Regions from separate parts of the Lactuca sativa genome. Here region 2 is linked to region 1. A link is a contact called in public Hi-C data. All regions are on one chromosome and are shown on one strand. The core of a region is the stretch at or near the end of the contact, and the rest is flanking DNA. Distances in the headings are between cores, read along the strand shown.

Region 1 (2,878 bases), core at 88-2,587:
TGTAGTGTCCTAAGACAGAAATTGTCATGTAATAGGTCTGTATTGAGGATGTAACAGTTAATTTAAGAACATATCTTGAATATGACGAAAATCGACATGATCCCTTATGATATAAATAACAAATTTTTGAGAGAAAGTGTGTGTTTCATTAGTCTTCAATTTCTGTATGATTCCATGTATTTATAGTCTTCCAATGGTGGTTGTAAACCACCAACTGAAACTACCTGCTAAATAGGCCCGGTTTTAGGAGGGAGGGGGGGGGGGGGGGGGGGGGGGGGGAAGAGGGGCGGTCGCACAGGGCCACGAAAAAAATAGGATCTGAGTTTTAATTAAATTATATATTTAATAACTAAATATATATGAAATTTTCAAAGTTTTGCATAAAGTTTGTGTAGGGTATCTGGTATAAGTGTGTAATTTAGTTTGAAGCAACGTAGGTTTGATTCATGTCATCACATTTTGAAGTTTTAAATTCAATTTACAATTTTGGCCATTAGTTTTTGTTTTATATTTCATAATCAATCCTCCTTTCAGTAGCTTTAACAAATCAATTTTTTAAAAGTTACATAATTGGCCCTTGAACTTTTTTATAAAGTTTCATATGTTTCTTTTTAGTTAATTTATTTACTTTTAAGTTTTCACCGTCTTAAGTTTGTTTTCTTTATATATTAATTTAGGGTCTTATTTTTCTTCTTAGCACAGGGTTCTTAAAATCTGGGAGTCGGCCATGCTGCTAAAAACTGTCAAGCAGTTAAGTCTCTAATTAATAAAATTTTACTAAATAAAAAATTAGTTAATTAAAATTAATTTCGGATTTATAAAAATAAAAATATAAATTAATTATCCAAGAAGAGCTCAAAGTCTATGTTTGACCATTAATATATAATAAATTCAAGCCTTCTACTAGCCCAATTTAACGAGTCCAACGCCATAATTCAAACCCAAGATGCCTAACTCATTACTTGATACAAGGTTGAATTGTGTTTTTTGGAATTAAAGGTTTCTTTTTTTATTTTTATTGTTGAAATAATTATTTTGAGTAAATAACATAATCCGTGTGGATCAAGTGCTAAAAGACTAATTTAATATTTATTTTCAAAAATTAAGTCACATAGTTTCTACTTTATTAAGAATTAAAAAGTTTCATCTGACGTTCAATTAACTTTGAATTTTTTGAATTTTGAATAAAAAATAATTGATTCCGTAGCATATTCACCCCTAATCATATTCCTAATTTAGATAACTTTATTACCTAATCATATCCCTTTCAATTGGTTTTGTCTTTTTGCTATATCTTTAAATTTTGTCCTTTGTTACAAAAAAGATAAAAAGAATCAAATAATTTTGATGAAATGGATTGAGATACAAAAATTTGAAGTCCACCGGAAAATATATCTTATTTTCAAAAGGTAAGACAAAACCACCACCGCCACCGTGGCCCACAAAATTGGATGGTTCTCTCTACCATCTCCCACCATCCTATTACCACCCACTTTCTTGCCTTCTTCTCCCTCAAAACACACACACATACACATACATACACACCATTTTTATCACATTTCTCTCTGAAAAAAAATAAAATAAATAAAAACTACGATCAATGGATCAAACATCCCCCAAATCTCCATCGCCACCACAAACACGGCCGTTGTTCAGGCCACCAGTTCCGACGGCAGTTACTCCTACTCCTCTTATTATACCGAAGGTTTTCAAATACCCAGAAATGTAATCAGTTTTTTTTTCTGATTATTTTACAAAAATGATTGTTAGAATTTATGGGTATGTATTATTTTATAGGTATACGAGTCCTACTGATTTGATCATGTCCCCTGTTTCAAAGGTCATACTTGCAAGAACCACGTCCAAGAAGTCATCTCTCCCGTTACTAAATTCGTCTACTACAAATAAAGAACAACACAAGGTACGATATTATCATGCGTACTCAATTACTCATCATCTTTGTAGATTTTATGGTCATATTAACTTCGTCAAAGTTAAACAAGCTAAACCCTAATAATATGTATTTTTTGTACACGGTTTTTTTTTCGTCAAAGTTACACAAGGTACAATATTTTCATGTACACGGTTTTTTTTTTCGTTGTGTTTTTTCTTTTAAAATTGATAGTCCAATATCCATCTGCGAAAAATGGTTAAGTGGATGATGGTGTTTCATTTGATATTTTTGGCCCAATAGAATTCAACCCTAAACCCAAATAATATGTATTTTTTGAAAGGGTAGTTTTTGAACAAATTATATATATATATATATATATATATATATATATATATATATATATATATATATATATATATATATATATATATATATATATATATATATATATATATATATATATAATGGTACATAATAAACAGTTAAATTCACGTCACTAACCATCAATAGCCATGTGACATGTTAGTTGCTAGTGACCTATTGTAACTGGTAATACAAGTTTTGAATAAATGTAAAGTATGTAATCATAGGTATATAAAAATTATAATTGGTTGGTAATACATATATAAAAAAAATATATAATAGTATTTTTTATAATTTTAATACTTTGTTATCCTATTAAGTTTTTTTTATTATTATTATGATGGGCACCTCTTGTAGATGGAAGCTTCTATGTTTGGAGAGAGGGATGCTCTTGGAATTTGAAAATTTTATGTAATGTTTTTTATTTAAATTGTAATCAAATTTTATTATCATAATTGTGGTTGTAAATTAATAACTATATCTATTGAAAATCAAATTTAATCAAATAACTATATCTATTGCAACGAAAGGTTTTAATCGATTTTGAATTAATCTTTTTTTAGTTGCTGAAATTTTCAATTAAAAAAGAAAAGACAACCCATAGCAAGTTGCTAGGGCCAA
Region 2 (3,180 bases), core at 129-2,628, 280 kb after region 1:
TTGCTGATAAACATGTTCATTTGTTGAACAAATTGTTGTTTTTTTGGGTTGATAAAAGAAGAAATATACAATGAATATCACCAAAGGGTTTATGTCCAAAAAAAAGATACAAAAGAAAAAATATTCAAATATGGTCCCGATTCCAGAAATATCAAGTTCAGTCGGTATTTTTTTATAATTAATAATATCACCCCACATATTTTTCCAGCAGCCACAAAGAAACTATTAGCCGCTTGTCGCTTTTCACAAAAAATTAATTGTCTCTAGAAACTAATTTATGAAAGAATCTACTCGTACTTGTCGCTTGACGTGGGTAAATAGGTAATATATATATATATATATATATATATATATATATATATATATATATATATATATATATATATATATATATATATATATATATATATATATATATATATATATATATATATATATATATATATATTAAAAGAGAATGTTGGTGGTTGGTGGATGTTGATAATTTGCACATTTTACTTTAAGAAATGATACCCTCTAACTTTTAAAATGTCATTTTTTGACCATCTAGATTTTTACCATCGATATCATTGCTCCCCTCTACTTTGTAGAGGACATTTTCTTAGCACCCTTCTACTTTGAAAAATGACTATTTACACATCTTTACTTTTTAAAATAAAACTTTGACACCTTCTGCTTTTACTATCGACAATATACACCATTTACTTTATAAGATGACATTTTCCACCCCTCTAATTTTTAAAATGTCATTTTGGCTCCTTCAACTTTGAACTTTGTAAATCATAAGTTTCACTATTTATTTTCTAAACTTTCGTTTATCCCTAGCAATATACATAATCTGATTTTCCTTAATAACTATCATTCGTTAACTTAAAAAAATCAATCTTTTATGTATGTGTCAGTATAATTCGATGTATTCAACGTTTCAATATAAATTTATAACTCTCGTTCAATATTATTATTTTTAAAAAAAACTTACTTTATTTTTTTTATGTATATATCGATAAATTCGAGTTTGTCTATTTTTCACTTTACAAACAGAAACTACATTTTCGTCTATTTTTAACATGTAGCAACTTACTTTTTAGTACTTTTTAAATCTATTACTGCCACAACAATACATGATAGCAGATAAAATCATAGTTATTATTATTTTGAAAACAAATAACACACTTATATAATCATATTAATATTTTCATTTTTTATCAGTTACAAAAAACCTCAACTATTTAAATAAAAGTTATTTGTTTCCTGCTAATTATAAATTTATAATATACATTTCAAATAATAAAGTGTATATCTTTTTTATCATAAATCTTACATTGCAAAAATATATGTAAAAGTTGTTATTTAAAATTGGAAAAGTGGAAACAAATTGAATGCTAAAAACAAATTTACAAACGCGTTTTCTCAATGAACTCCCACTGTTCAATCTCTCTCCATGTTCTCTCTTCTCTCTCCCCAAACACCAATTTTAGGGTTAGGGTTTTGAACAAAACCCGTTTTCCACACATCAGATCTTTAAACTAACCCCTTCTTACCAAGATTCAATTCTTTTCGAACCCTCAAAAGGGTTCAGTAATGGGTCGTCTTCACAAACCATTTAACTTCTTGTTAATTACCTTGTTGGTATTCACTACGTCTTACTTCCATGCTGTTTCTGGCGATGATTCCGACAAATCGGCGCTTCTGGAGTTCAAGGCTGCTGTTTCGGATCTTTCAGGAGTGCTAATGAGCTGGAATTTAAGCAGTTCGGATCACTGTTCGTGGATCGGAGTCACTTGCGGGTCAGATTCTAGGGTTGTGGCGATTAACATCACAGGTGGAGGTAACTCCGGAGACTTTACCTGTTCTAAATATAATCAGTTTCCCTTGTATGGATTTGGAATTGTAAAGAATTGTTTGGATCTTAACGCCAAATTAGTGGGCAATTTGTCATCCGCGATCTCTAAGCTTTCAGAACTCCGAATTTTATCACTTCCTTTCAACGATTTGAGTGGTGAAATCCCTTCTGAAATTTGGGGTATGGAGAAATTAGAAGTGATTGATCTTGAAGGGAATTCGATTCACGGCAACTTACAGTCTCACTTCACTGGTCTAAAAAGCCTCCGAGTTCTCAATTTGGGGTTTAATCAGATATCCGGCGAGATACCAAATTCAGTATCCCAATTCAAAAATTTACAGGTCTTGAATCTCGCAGGGAATCACATCAACGGTTCAATTCCAATATTTCTCGACAAATTTGGGGATTTAAGAGGATTATACCTCTCTTTTAACCAATTATCCGGGAACATTCCGATTGAAATCGGCTACAATTGTGGTAATCTCGAGAATCTAGAACTTGCCGGAAATCTTTTGGTCGGTGGGATTCCATCAAGCTTAGGGAACTGTACCAAGTTACAATCCCTCTTATTGTACTCGAATTTACTTCAAGAAGAAATCCCGATTGAACTCGGTAGACTTAAAACGCTTCAAGTTTTGGATATTTCAAGAAATAGTCTCAGTGGCCCAATCCCACGGGAACTCGGAAGCTGTTTGAACTTATCAATCGTCGTCTTCTCCAACTTGTTCAATCCAATTCCCACTTTTTCCATTCCTGACAACAATTTCTTGCAATTAGCTCCAGAAGACGAGTTCAATTACTTTGAAGGTACAATCCCCTCTGAAATCACCACTCTCCCAAATCTAAAACTTTTATGGGCACCAAGAGCGACATTAGAGGGCAGGTTTCCCGACAATTGGGGGACATGTGGCAGCTTGGAAATGATCAACCTGGCCCAGAATCTTTTCTCCGGTGAAATCCCCAAAGGATTCAATATCTGCAAAAACCTAAATTTTCTTGATTTGAGCTCCAACAAGCTAACCGGTGAAATCAGTGACAAACTTCGTGTCCCTTGTATGACAGTGTTCGATGTCAGTAGCAATCACCTCTCAGGGTCAATTCCGTCTTTTCACAACACCACCTGCGAACCCTTGAATCCCTCATCAACATACCTTCAGTTTTTCGCATCGAAAACGGTAAATTCTTTGTTTTTACCAACCGATAACAGGAATCTTGCAGTAATTCATAACATCGGTAACAACAATTTCACGGGCGGGTTATCTTCCATACCCATTTCAAGAACAGGGGAAAACACGGTTTATGCATTTTTAGCAGGCGAAAACGCGCTCACCGGTGAA

What was found. Hi-C and Micro-C count contacts between places; a contact is called where the count stands out from the background.
Region 2: a Hi-C map of leaf shows a contact between it and region 1, with 5 times the contacts expected there. The contact joins the promoter of LOC111919476 here to the promoter of LOC111919475 in region 1. A contact is called at or near these places in 2 of 4 Hi-C or Micro-C datasets (both in leaf).

Annotation. Positions count from the first base shown.
Region 1 is chr4:378,970,199-378,973,076 of Lsat_Salinas_v11, forward strand. LOC111919475 reads left to right here and starts at 1,338. Exons shown (of 3, transcript XM_023915023.3): 1 at 1,338-1,705; 2 at 1,798-1,921; 3 at 2,615-2,786. The coding sequence starts at 1,452. The coding sequence ends at 2,659.
Region 2 is chr4:379,253,017-379,256,196 of Lsat_Salinas_v11, forward strand. It overlaps LOC111919476 (LRR receptor-like serine/threonine-protein kinase RPK2), which reads left to right and starts at 1,379. Exons shown (of 1, transcript XM_023915025.3): 1 at 1,379-3,180. The coding sequence starts at 1,582.